Regions from separate parts of the Hordeum vulgare genome. Here all the other regions are linked to region 3. A link is a contact called in public Hi-C data. All regions are on one chromosome and are shown on one strand. Each heading gives the region's core, a stretch centred on a gene start, on an enhancer-like site or on the middle of the called end of the contact. The rest is flanking DNA. Distances are from core to core; before and after follow the strand shown. Region 1 holds the start of LOC123401617 (DNA-binding protein SMUBP-2-like). Region 2 holds the start of LOC123401792 (9-cis-epoxycarotenoid dioxygenase NCED1, chloroplastic-like). Region 3 holds the start of LOC123403689 (ornithine carbamoyltransferase, chloroplastic).

Region 1 (4,692 bases), core at 1,017-3,516, 290 kb before region 3:
AGTAAATATGCTGAAAGAGCCAACCATTTAAAATTTCAGACCCTTAATTCCTTGAAAAGATTCAAGGTTCATGTGCATAATTTGAATACCTCGTAAGTAAGTGCATCAGCCAATCCCTGTATCCGGTCAATGCGCACACTTTTCCCAAATAACCTGGAGAAAGTTGGGTCACCATGGCGAGATTCCAGAGCCACAGTTATGCTGCAACCATCCTCCCCGAGATTATAAAGAAAGCCTTGCATGCAAGAAGTGGCTCCCTCACCACGGCTATTACATGTTCTCACACAAACCATGTCCCCAGGTGACAGTGTAGTTGGAGGCAGCTTGTGTTCACCTTCAATTCTGAATAGAACCAAATGCAAGCCTCCCAATCCTACATGCAGGGATAACAGAAAACAGTGTCTTGCTCAATTTTCCAAAGTAACTGAAGACAAAATCTTAACATACGGAAAAAAGAAAGTAGCCAAGTTTAGCTCTCTCACCAGTTGAGCTGCTGATGACACTCAAGTTGCAAATGGTGTCACACTGCTCCTGCTGAGCCTGCCCATGGGTCACCAAGTACTCAACTGGCTTGGATGGCTTGGAATTGTTGTCAAGCATAGTTGTGGCATTCAGCTCCTCCTGTGTAAACTCCAGCTCCGCGTCTCGCTCGATGCGTAGCAGGTCTGACATATGCCTCACAAAGTCTTCAATCCTATCCTGCATCAGCCTTACCTTCTTGAGGCTTATGCCGATGCTACTGTGAACCGCTTTAGTTCGTGGTGTCGTCCTGCGCACAGCTGCCCGGTGATGAGTAGAATTGGCCATTTCCTTCAACAGCTTCCATGTCTGCGTGGAGCGCCAGTCGTAGATGAGCCCCTGGTTCTGGTAACTCAGCAGGACACCACGGAGCTCACGCTGGAAATGGTCGAAAAGGGTGGGGTAGTGTGTACAGGCCTTGAAGCAGAGTGCCTCCAGACCCTTGGGCATGGGGACGGGTGAGAGATAAGGCTGTGCCTGGATCACAAACCCAAGCTGGCCTTCTGCTGATCCCCAATTCAGGGTCAATGCCGCTGTGGTGAGGTCCGCCATCTCACCCTGAAGCTCGGCCGAAGCGAATTTGGATGCCATGGATTGCATCCCCTGCCTTAGCCACTCCACAACACACCGGCCAAGCTCCTTCCGGCCTAGTGGATCGCCGTTCTCATACAGCGTCCCTACCCTTATGGACGCCTCCTCCACCGACGGCACGCAGCCGCCTTGTTCTTGCCCTCCCTCGACCGTCCTCCTCTGCCTCCTCCTCCTAGTCCTGCCATTGCCACCGGCAGGTCGAGGCGCACCTTTGCTGGGACCCAATGGCGCAACACGTACACTCCTTTGCCTGGAAGAAGAAGAGGCATCCTGCGACCGTGCCGGCGACGGCGTGGACGCAGACGAAGGAGCAGCAGCAACGAACGTGACCCTTCTCCTGCTGGGGAGCTTCTTCGCAGCGCCAGAAGAAAACAGGAACCTAGAGGAAAAGAGATCAAGAGACATGCCGTCGCTCCACGGTCACGGCTGCCGGCGGAGGCTGCGGCGCGGGGCAGCGGGAGGGGAGCGGGAAGGGAGCGAGGTGCTGACCGGTGACTCGGCTCAGCCTCGGCGGGTGAAATCCTCCCTGGCCCTGGGTCAAGAGGAGGAGACGGCCGGTGGAGAGTGGATGACTGGTGGCGCAGGGCGCGGCTGCGTTAGCACCGCAGGCAAGTAAAGTGCCGTCCCCGGCTCTGGCTTCGCGCGGCTGGCGCCCACGTCGTCTCCGCCCAGTTTCCATGGTCCCGAAAGCCCCTGACAGCGCCCATCGGATCGGCTCCGGCTTCGCGCTTGCTGTCCAACCAACGCATGGCGCGCGATCCCGCTGTCCACGCAGGCGCCGGCGCGTCCAGACGCGATGCAGATGCAGATTCACCGGTCCGGCGGGGCTGATTCTGTTCAACCAAAATCAGGGTGGGGGGAAGCGTCCGTGGATCCTGATGGACCACAATAAAATGAGACAAAGAATGGCGGCCAGCTTTCTCCCCGCGGGCGGACTGGCTGGCTGGCTGGCTGGCTGGCAGGCATTAGAGCGAACACCTTACCGGCGTCACGGTCGGGGTGGGGACAGCAGGCGGAACATTCCGCGCTGGCGCTGCTCTGGACTTTGGACTTGGGGCAATGACACGTTTGCGAGGCTGCTGCGCCGCTCAAGGGCGCTCTTGGGAGGCGGGAGGCGGTGGCCGGCTGCTGCCGCGCCGCGCCGCGCTACGTGAGTTGGCCGTGCACGAATGGTTCGGCGCCGTGCGCGAGGCAGGAGCTTAGAGCATGGTTAATATTATAGCCACCTGCTGACTATAAACCATCTTATAGTCTATTTTATAGCTAGCCCGTATAATAGTTAGCTATAAAAGAGTACTATTTTTATCATATATGGTCCATCATTCATTCTCACGAAGCACTCTCCTCTTCTCTCTCATCTAACTCATTAAAAATATAGTATTTTAATCCTTACAGCCTGCTGACTGTACCTTATTGTACTTGCTCTTAGAGCAACCATTGGATCGATCCATTTCGTCCGCTGCCGTTGGTTTGGGTCGGCGTGGGCACAAAAGTCGGCCCGACGCGCCGACCCAAACAGACGCGCGTTTGTTTGACGTCCGCCTGACGACCCATTCCCGACCCAATTTTAAACCGGATTTGTGTCGGCGCGGACATGTGACGGACGCGCGCCTACTCTTCTTTCCGGCTCCGCCGGTCGGTGGCATCCACCACCATTTTCCTTCATTCCCCCCCCCCAAAAAAAACCTCCCGCCCGCGTGCTCCCGCCCCACGCCCGTCATGGACGACGACCTCGACGCCGCCGCCGGCCTCGCCTCCGTCGCCTCGTCCGACAAAGGCAAGCCTCGCGTTCCCTGGAAGGCCGCACCGCGCTACGTGAGTTAGCCGTGCACGAATGGTTCGGCGCCGTGCACGAGGCAGGAGCTCAGGGCAACTCCAACTCACGAGTAACAGAGCCACGACCCCAAATCGCGTCCGTTTGTAAACGGACATAATAAACAGCGGGCCAACGCACCTAAGCGAACACAAAAATGTCCGTTTTTATTCGCTTTCGATTCATTCCTGATTTAAGTTTGAACTGCGTTGCAGCCAAACGGACTTGCGTTGACCACCGCGACACGTGTCATTGTTCGCCCATAGCCCGCCTCTTGGTGACACATCCGTCTTTTTTCCATTTTCCTTCCTCAAACTCCGGCCGCACACCTCGCTCCTCTCCCTTCTCGTCTCAGCCAGCTTCCATTGCGGTCGTGTAGGTGTCGAGCACGACCGACCGCACGTCCACGTTTTCTCCATACCACGAGCTGTCTAACCCCTTGCCCCACCTTCAACGCAACCGGTAGCCGTATTTGGAGCGGATCTAACCGGATTTGTGTGCGGCAGGCCACTGGAGGCCGAGGCGTGCCATGGACTGGCCGGGGCACCGGTCCACATAGCCCCGACAACGCCCCCAGGACGGATGCAGGTACTGAATCTACCTCTAGCCGCTCGGATCCACCCCATCGGCAGTTCGAGAAATACACCAACGGTCGTCGTCCGGGTTCGATGCTGGCCCAAATGCTCGTCGACGCCCCGATGCCGCTCATAAAGCGTGACGACTGTCCACTGAAGGGTGTGTGTCGCGTGTCTACAACGCCGGAACACACCGGATGGGTGTTTGTCAAGTGAAAAAATGATGGGATACGTGCTAGTTTAGCTTCGGTTGTGATTCCGGATTCGGGTTGTTTTGCTTACAATCAAATATTTATTGTGTAGGATGGATGCAACTTTTAGTTTTGGGAAGAAGAATATATCGATGCACTGATAGCACATAATTTAATAGATGTTCGTGCACTTCTTGCTAGAGTAGACACTAGAGATGAGATTAGATATGTGGAAGCAACATCAACTTCTTTAAACTCGAAGAAGAAAGAAACATTCAAGATCAAGACTCCGCATATCAACAACAAATGCATCAAAAAAGCACTAATCAAACTTACGGGAGTAGTTATGAAAGTTGGATATGGTTTAAAATGCTTTCTTGTAGTTCTTGTTTTCTTTGGGCTTGTTATTCTAGCCAAGACTTGGTGAATGTATTCCAATATATCACAAAAATCGTTGGTGGAAATAATAAAAAAAGAGGAAAAACTGGGTGCACACGAAATGCGACCGAAGATGCAGCGCGCGTTGGCCGCCCCGCCGATGCAAACCCAAATCCGGACGGACACATCCCCATTCCGACCACCAAACGGATGAAACCGGACAAAACCGACGTCCATTTGGGGGTGTGCGTTGGAGTTGACCCCAAATCGTCCACCCGGGTCCGTTTGGGAGTAAACGGACACAAATCGCGGCCCAACGCGCGGGAGCAAACAGACAAATGTCCATTTTTTGTCTGCTTTTGACCCATTCCTGGCCCAAGTTGGGCCGTGTTTGCGGCCAAACGGACAGCGCAGGACGGGCGGGAAGGGCGCCCTAGTCCTCCCTGGCCTGCCCGTCGGGGACACAACCCCTTTTCTTCCTCCCCTTTCCTCGCTCCGCCTACGCCCCTCGCAATAGTCTTCGCCACGTATGTCGTCCACCTTGCTTTGCCCGTCGGTGGAACGACCTCTTTTTTCCTCCCCTCTCGTTCCTCCGCCCTCCGCCCACGGTCGTCCACCTTCCTGC
Region 2 (4,761 bases), core at 1,712-4,211, 340 kb before region 3:
CTACACATGAGATGACCTATTTCTCCTATGTGTATGCCATGGGATCCTATACATGGCCTACCCATGCACCATTCTGTTGATCTACTAGTATTATACATAGAACGTGCTGGTGTATCTGAATCTGATGATCATTGGTGCTGTGACCGGAGCTCGGCCTGCCTGACGAACAGGCCGTGGAAGCCGTAGGGGACGCGGGATGGAAGCTGCACCTCGGCGACGATGTCCAGGTCGGGCGACTGTGCGTCCATCACCACGAACCGGTTGTCGCCGGTGCCCTCGTCGTGCACGTAGCACACCACGTAGCCGTCGTCCTCGTCGCCGTTCCCCTCGACGTCGTCGGAGACGAAGAATGGCTCCCCGGCGAAGCACCCCGGCCCGAAGTCCCGGCGCGCCACGGTGCAGTCGCCGTGGCCTGCACGGTCGAAGTCGAGCTTGGCCACCCCGCCGATCTTGGGCATGGGGTCGCCCACGCCGAAGTAGCCGTACCTGTTGCGGCGGCCGAGGCAGGCCGGGTTGATCACGCCGAAGTCGAGGTTCGCGGCCGCCAGCGGCGTGCGGGTGACGTTGCCGGTGCGGAGGTTGATGCGCACCAGCTCCACTGAGGCGTGGATCAGCTCCATGCGCTCCAGCGTGTGCTCGATGGACAGGATGTTGGGCGCCACCATCACGATCTCCTGGCCGCCGGCCTCCTCCCACGCGTTCACCGAGTGCATCATGTTGAACCCCGGCACCTCGAACCACCGCATCTCCGACTCGTCCGCGGCGTACTTGGGGATCACGCCCAGGCGAGGCACCATGCCGGGGTCCGCCCCGACGGGCGAGCCGCCGCCCACCACCATGCCCATGGGGTTCATCACGATCTGTATCTCGGGGAATATCGCATAATGCTCCGTCACGGCGAAGTCGTGCAGGAAAGACGGCTGCTTCACGGAGAAGATGGGCACGTCGGCGCCCTTGTTCCCTGCCGGGTCGAACCGGAAGTAAGTGACGAACGGCGGCATGGGGCCGTAGCGGAACGCGAAGAGCTCGCCGGTGATGGGGTCCTTCTTGGGGTGCGCGGTCATGCCCATGCTGAGGCGGCCACCGAAGTCGCACCTGCCGAGCGTGGTCACCTCGCCCGTGGCCGGGTCGACGCGCACGGCGTACGGGAGGTCCGACTCGCCGAGCGCGTAGAGGCGGCCGCCGAAGACGGCGAGGCTGGTGTTGGCGAGCCCCACGCCCTCCATCGGGTTCATCTGGCCTGTGAGCACCCTGGCCGCCGTGACGGCGCCGCGCGCCATCCCGGCCAGGCCATGGAAGCCGGAGAAGACGTTGGGCAAGACCGGCTCGCCCGCGTCGCGCTCCACCAGGTACTTGTACGTCTGCACGTAGCGGGAGCAAAGGACGGGGTCGGAGCCGGGCGTCGTCGGGAGGAGCAGGGAGTGCAGCATGCCGTCGCCGTCGAAGAGGTGGTGCGGCCCGCGCGGGAGGTGCTGCGGGTTGGGACCGTTGCGGATGTAGGCGCCGCCGGCGAGGCAGCGCGGGATGACGCCGCGCACCACGGGGCAGGGCGTGGGCGGCAGCTCGTCCACGGGCGCGAAGTTGGCGGACAGCACGTGCCGCGGGTCCACCGACGGCCGCAGCACCGGCGGGTCGACGAACGTGTTGATCGCCTCCTCCAGCGCGTTGCAGAACGCCGCCTGCAGCGAGGTGGAAGGCCGGCGGCGAGGCCTGGACGACCGAGGCGCCTGCCGCGGCGCAGCGGACGCCCTGCTCGCTCTCGCGGTAGCCACCCTTGTACCGGTCGCATTGTTTACCGACCTGTCCACCAGGTGCTCTTCCGTCTCTTGTTGCTCGACCGGCTTGGGCGGCGAGGTGAGCACGGTGGCGGTGGCGGCAGCCGACGGCGGCGGAGGCGACGTGCTCTTCTTCCTTCTGTAGCTGGGGTTCGGTGCAGCAGCAGAAGACGCGGCAGGCGAGATGTAGGAGAGCCTCCTCGATCTCGGAGCATGGGCAGCATTGGCTTTGGCGGGGTAGAGGTCAGCCATGCTGAAGTTGGAGGTGACAAGTGCTCCCTCCATTTTCTGCAGTCTGGAGTCTGCAGATCAATGGTTCTTTGGATTACTAACAATTTTTGTGTTGGAACCCAGGTGAGTAGCAGCAAATGCCGACACCGGTTCGCACACTACTGCCTTTTGCTGCTTGTATGGCATGGGTATATATAGCCTTGGTAAAAGGCAAACTTACCCGGTGGAGATGTTTATTTGGTGAAAATTCAAAGATCACGTGGACCGTTGGATCGCAAGCGACGGCACAATCTGAGAGGATGAAAAGTTGCCCTAGGGTGTTTGGTTTGTGCACAAGTTTACCTGTATTTTGGTTTCTTTTTTCAGGGATTGTTTGCCCATAAGTTGGTCAACATTGACTAGCAAAATGAACTAGAGCTGCCAATGGAGAATTGGCATGCAAAAATTTAGCAATCATCAAACAAGGGTCCGCGGCGGGAACTCTGGTGTTCATGGTTCTTTTTGTCTGAATATATCTACTTATCTAGAGATTCATCAAATTGTGCCAAAACTTCGGATATTGAGGGAGTCTATCAGTCTAACCACAACAAGTATCATGCTTTTTGTGGCCCTAAATATAAATATTTGGAGGGTTAGTGGGATGACTGAAATGGTGAACCCTGCTACACTGCCAACTTTTATGTTCTCACCAAATGGACAACTACATACAGTATGGTCTAGAATCCTACAAACTGGTGGCTGGATCATGTATGGAGAAGAAGTGCCAAGGTTTTCAAGTGGCTAGCTTGGAAAGGGCGCATTCACACAATTTCGTTTGCAGCGCTAGGCAAGTGTCCAGTACAGGCAGCTATAAAAGGACATGCTTTGGATAGATTAGACATGATCAACATTAATTTTCACTACTTATCATTTGGCTGTGGCCTGTGGGTTGTACAAAACTTGGTCCCTGCACAGTGATGCGTGTGAAATCTTACCAAATTACACTTTGCATGCATGGCGTATCTGTGGCTATCTAGTTACTACTTCCTCCGATTTTAAATATAATTTTTTAAAAGGTTTCATTAAGAGACTACATACGGATGTATATATATATTTTTTTTAAATGTAGATTTATTCATTTTAATCCGTATGTAGTCTTCTAGTGAAATCTCTAAAAAGATTTACTCCCTCCGTAACTAAATATCTAGTTATCCTCAATCACAATTATTTAGGTATGAAAGTAGTATTTCATCCATTCCTAAATACTCCCTTTATATCTAAATAATTGTAGTTTGAGAAAACTGATAGTTCTTTCCAACTATAATTATTTAGATACACAAGAAGTCTTTTTAAAATTTTATTATAAGACTATATACAAATGCATATAGACATACTTTAAAATGTAGATTCATTTATTTTACTTAGTGGTAGTCCTCTAATAATTTTTTTAAAAACTTATATTTAAAAAGAGAGGGCGTATATTTTAGTGCCTATTGGTTGGTTGGATCCATGGAGAGCATCCAGCCATACACCTGTGTGAAACTGAGCAGCGCAGTTATCCATAACATGATTGGGCGAGACAGGATAAACCGTTACAATCTTTTCTTCCAGATTATTATCAATCTACTGTTTGATGCGGACTGACGGGACCCACGGTCCATATCAGCCATTAATCCTCGGCACCTGCTACCACTCGCTCGTCCATCCACTTGCTCCCCGGTCGGCGGTCGCCATCCTTCTTCCCGTTTCCACCTTCCACGGAATATCATGCACAACTTCTCAGGCCGCATCTCAGCAATATCTGAGCGATGATCCATGGAGGTAGTACCGTAGTAGTGTTGGTACAACTTGCAAGCAAGTTCTATACCAGCTTAGCGCTAAGAGCGGACGTTTGGAGCTCGGCCTTTATGGAGACCGAAATTTTTTAATAATTCAAAATTTAAATTTTTCAGTTTAAAAAAACCTGAAAAAAAATATGCAAGTAAAGAAGGATGTTATGTGCACGTGTGTAAAAATTTAGGATGAAATACCTTAAGATATGGTCTGCACAAAAAAGACAAATGCATGGCCTGAAACGATAAATAGTGTCATGTATAAAAAACCTTAGATTTGTCTTTTTTACACAGCCCTCATTTCAATATTTTTTTTTTGAAAATTTACACACATGTGTTACGCCTTCACTTATCCCTATATTTTTTTTCAAAATTTCTAAAATGTAAAAATATGATTTTTTATGAAATTTGAATTTCAAATTTAAAGGCCTTCATGGAGCTCGGCCACCAAACGCAATTTCCGTTTAGCACTTCACTTTTCTCTCAAGAGAGCAGACGAAACGGGAGCAATCTATACAATACATACCAGCTTGTTCATAGACGAACGCGTGCACGCATAGGCAGTTCAGCACCAACATGCGGCATGAGTCTCCGAGGATTCAGAGTCCCACTATATATGTCCTTGTTTTTTTTTGTTTCGAATGAAGGAATAATTAGCAGCAATCTCGTCCGATGCAACCAATCAGTATCATCACAGAGAGAGACCAAATCTGAAGCCACAAGCAACCGCTCTCGTCTGACGCAACAAATCAGTATCATGTCTTGAACGATCAGAGTGTGCGTGCTCCTCCAGTCCAGAAATAATGCGGTCGGCCGGCACTGATCGATCGAGGCCCATTTTAAGCGCTTTAAATCAGACTGGTTGAAGCCGGAGGAGGGCCACAAAAAGAAAAGAAAGGAGGCTTCGAGGTCGATAGGCAACTGTGGCGAGTCTGATCGCATCT
Region 3 (4,356 bases), core at 1,164-3,663:
GTAATGTAGGAACATGTATATCCTTTCAAGTTCACTGATGTGGTTACCACTACAACACACGTCCCTCCAAGGACCAAGGGTGGGCATGATCTTCTACAAGGTTGTTGTGTGTGACTATTAGGACATGATCAACTTTGCGGTGTCCCCATCACTACAAGTCAAGCTAATAGAGCTAAATGCAGCATGGCATTCATAATGTTCAGTTATACTTAAGAAACATGCACACGTGTCTTTAGATCCTATGGAGCATTCCTAATAATGACCATCTATTTAACTATCTTGGATCATTACCATTACAAAATGCAGCATGGCATTCATGATGTTCAGTTATTCATAAATGTGGCAGTTAATTCTTCTCCTGCATGATATTTAAGCATGTTGCATGTACCAATCTGTTGATGATTCAATCATTGATTCTGATGTACAAATAGGCAAAACCATTGCCTCTTTGGATGATGGACATGAGTGTGTTTTTGTTAGTTTTCGGTGATGTACGTCGTGAAGCGGGACGGGTGGACGGAGATGGTGCACTTCGACAAGATCACGGCGCGGCTCAAGAAGCTCAGAAGGTCTGCGCCGGGGTATACATGGGCGTCACCACCAGCCAGCTCGACGAGCTCGCCGCCGAGACCGCCGCCACGCTCAGGGCCTCCCAGCCCGACTATGCCTCCGTACATTCCCTCTTTCGATTTGTTTCTCCCCTTCCGGTCTGTTCCGTTCCCCCCTCACGGCGCCCGTGTTCGTGTCTCCTGGCCTGACGTATGTGCGTGTGTGGTTCTTCTGCAGCTCGCGGCGAGGATTGTTGTGTCCAACCTGCCGCCAAGTGGAAATAGTGTGTGTGGTGCTCGTAAATAGAGAGCATTCTGGTAGAAAGGTACAGGAAAGAATAGGGAAACTTCTGTCATTTTCTTTGGTCTCTGAAAAATAAATGGTGATGTGGGCTGATAGCCTCATACATTACTAAATTACATGATACAAACTCACTTCTCTTTTTTGATTTTTTGTTTACTTCGTTGTGCTACAATGGCTCTCCTAGGAATGTTCTTGCATGCTTTGATGTGCACAATCCAGAAAGTGCATGCATCCACAAACCAAATAGGATTTTGTGTGTGTTATCTTCTTATAAATTTTGTGCTCGTCCAATAAGAATAAGGTTTGGTGGTATTATTTTTGTCTGTCATCCGGTGAATTTCAGATTTCAAGCTAGTTGTAGTTATTTCAGGTTGTATGTGCAAATCCTTGGTGTGACATGATTGGTAACTGACCATAAATACATTGCAGTCTGATGTCTAATTCTTGATTTATGTGGTACCATGGTCTAAAAATTGGTCCTAAAGATACATGGTGTTTTTGTACAAAATAGATACAGTTATTTTGGGACGGAGGGAGTATTAGATTATTTTATTTATTTTTAATTTGGTTCTAAAGATATAGTTTCAGAGTGATCATTTTGCAACAGCCAAGCTTGCCGTTGTTACAAATAATTGTTCTGTTGTCCTTAATTCACTTTCTCGGTTTTTTTACTGCCACAAGCATTATTGTTCCATTTTTTTAGTTACTGATCATGCCATTTTTCTATCTGCCTTTGTAGCTGAAAGATTAGTGAGACTGACTAAATTCTGAACATGTTCCATGTGAGAGAAATAGCATGTTGATTTCATCTTGAAATAATCATAGCTGGGGGTGAGGTTCGTAACTGAGGGTCATGTGGAGAGCTGGAGGAAGAAGTTGCGAGGCTTGGAACTCTTCTTGTGATGGACTCAGGGACAACAGTGAGGACAATGCCTCTTTAGTTGTAATTGTGATACTACTAATGTGCAAGTAAACACTCCTATGATACTCCTTATGCTAAAATGTTGGTTGTTAGTACAAAGGTGGTGACATTATTTGGTTCTCTGGTATTGATTTCATGATTTGTGGTTAATACATGGTATAATACAATCCACATTGCATTATATTTCCAGTTACTCAATACTAACATTCTTTTTAATTGGCTTCTTGCGCCATTGGCGCAACCGGGTCATCTAGTTACCTCTAATGTCGAGTGGGCTCCATGCAGGACAGTGTCCTATGAACGAGGCGACGGATGCTCGCGTGCGATCCTATCCTAAGTCAAGCGTTTTCACTAAAATATACGAGATCACATATAAAATGGACTAATTTTTCAGAACAAAATAATAAATACAAACCAATATGTGGTTGATATTTAAAAGGACAATGCTATTCCAAGCCCATCAATTTCAAGTCATAGACTTGACAGAGAGGTTCTCACATCCTTCTACGAAGGCTATGCTCACAAAGGCGAGCTGTGAGTGCGTAGGGATAATTGTACTGCATATGTATGAACGCGTGTCCGTATCGTGTTAAAAATACGTAATAATTCTTCTAAAAAATGCGAAAGGGCAAGTGTAACGAATTCTCTACATACGCCCCTCGCCGGATCCAGCTGGCCCGTCCATCCCGACCTTTCTCGAAGCCACGAGCCGCCGCACTCAGGCCGCCGCCCTAGCCGCCGCGCCGTCCACCTCCGCCGGATTCCAGTGGCAACCAGCCTCCGGTATCCCCTTTTTCCACCCTCCGTCGCCGACAGTCACTGAAGCATCTCCTTGCGATGGCTGCAGCGGCGATTTCCGGCGGCCACCTCGTCCTCTCCACCCCTACCTCCACCCGGCGCCCACAGTTGCTCCCCATCCATCCGCCTTCAGCGCGACCAATCGCCGCATCCTCCGCCTCCGCGGCCCGCCGCGGGGTCGCGGCCGCCGCAGTGTCCAGCCCTGCCGCGGTCCCCTCCACGGGGAAAGATGGTTAGGGTTTCTAAGCCTGCATTGAATTACTTTTGTTGATTATGGGACACATTAACTAGGGTCCTGGTGGGGTTATTGTATTTGTTCGAAATTGATTTTGACAAACAGGAAATGATCAGTTGTGACATGGTACCTGCCGTGAAACTTGAGTAGCTTCCAGGGCTCCCAATGTGGGCAGTTTCCAATCCTCTGCCAATGTCGATTCCTCAGGGACTAGTTAGCACAACCTCTGTCCGGAATCAACTGTCGCTGAAATGAGTGTATCCACACACTGAAACGTGTCAAGATACACCCATTTCAGCAACGGAGGGAGTAGTTGCTAGCAGCGCGCAAAGTTTGAAGTCTTAAATAGCTTTTGATATAAAATGAAGAGCCCCCTTATGATTGATCATCAGCTGTGTCAAAATTCTGGTGATCATTTTTATATGACACTGGATGAGAAATTATTTGTAATGAGAATCCACGCAGAGAGATCACACTATTCATATGGTGATCAAACAAGAAATGTACAGATTTTTCTGGTTGGACACTGCAAAACACAGACTGTGCTTTCCTTGTCCCCGTCATCACTGTTATGTTGTGCTCACCTACTTCGTTCCTCACCAGTGATCACCATTGAGCAATAGTTTTTCTTATGGTAAAGATGTTAGCTCTGAAATTCACTGGTTTGCTCATTAGCTTTTATCTTTTTTTTTTCCTTCCTGAAAGCATGTGAGTGACGGAAACTTAGTGTACATTTCAAAAGTTTTGTGCATCAGAGTAAACTTTTATTACTGAAGATGTAACAAAATTTTGCTAACTTTATTGACAACACTACATTTTCTTGCAGGCAAACAGGTTCCTAAGGATTTCCTCCATATCAATGATTTTGACAAAGATACAATCATGAAGATTCTTAACCGAGCAATTGAGGTTAAGGCAATGATAAAATCAGGAGACAGGAGCTTCCAACCGTTCAAAGGAAAGTCGATGGCAATGGTCTTTGCCAAGCCGTCAATGAGGACCCGTGTTTCATTTGAAACAGGATTCTTCTTGCTTGGTGGGCATGCCGTCTATTTAGGTCCTGATGATATCCAGATGGGCAAGCGTGAGGAGACCCGTGATGTTGCTCGTGTACTTTCTGGATATAATGACATCATTATGGCCAGGGTTTTTGCTCATCAGGTATGATCATTAGTTCTATGATTATGATTTGTAAAATTTCTATTGAGGTATGCCAGATTCTAAATAAAATTCCTGCATATTAAATCTTCCTGTTCCACAACGTGTAACGATTGCAATCTAGACATAACTATAACTTCTTATTTCTTTGGTGCTTAAGCAAAGTTAGATATCTACTCTGAAGCCATGAGCGGACAATAGAAGAAATATATATTTCGCAGGCTGAAACCTTTTAATATGAAGCATCAACCACGATAGAGTGTAGTTATAACTGAAAATGTAAGTTCTTTTCATTCTAGTTTGTGTAACCGCCAACCTGAAAATATTTGGATGGGTGGATTTGATGATCAAACAATATTGGCGTGGTAGTTTTTTCTGTTGTGCTTCTTCA

Evidence for each region. A called contact is a pair of places that touch in the nucleus more often than the background predicts.
Region 1: a Hi-C map of leaf shows a contact between it and region 3, with 9 times the contacts expected there. The contact joins the promoter of LOC123401617 here to the promoter of LOC123403689 in region 3. A contact is called at or near these places in 2 of 6 Hi-C or Micro-C datasets (both in leaf) and 1 of 1 datasets of contacts at active chromatin or transcription factors (embryo).
Region 2: a contact with region 3 is called in a Hi-C map of seedling, with 5 times the contacts expected there. The contact joins the promoter of LOC123401792 here to the promoter of LOC123403689 in region 3. A contact is called at or near these places in 2 of 6 Hi-C or Micro-C datasets (leaf and seedling).

Annotation. Positions count from the first base shown.
Region 1 is chr6H:463,060,274-463,064,965 of MorexV3_pseudomolecules_assembly, forward strand. It overlaps LOC123401617 (DNA-binding protein SMUBP-2-like), which reads right to left and starts at 2,267. Exons shown (of 7, transcript XM_045095453.1): 1 at 2,094-2,267; 2 at 483-1,985; 3 at 90-373. The coding sequence starts at 1,515.
Region 2 is chr6H:463,011,252-463,016,012 of MorexV3_pseudomolecules_assembly, forward strand. LOC123401792 (9-cis-epoxycarotenoid dioxygenase NCED1, chloroplastic-like) reads right to left here and starts at 2,962. Exons shown (of 1, transcript XM_045095641.1): 1 at 1-2,962. The coding sequence starts at 2,060. The coding sequence ends at 129.
Region 3 is chr6H:463,350,357-463,354,712 of MorexV3_pseudomolecules_assembly, forward strand. It overlaps LOC123403689 (ornithine carbamoyltransferase, chloroplastic), which reads left to right and starts at 2,414. Exons shown (of 5, transcript XM_045097601.1): 1 at 2,414-2,804; 2 at 3,634-3,968. The coding sequence starts at 2,612.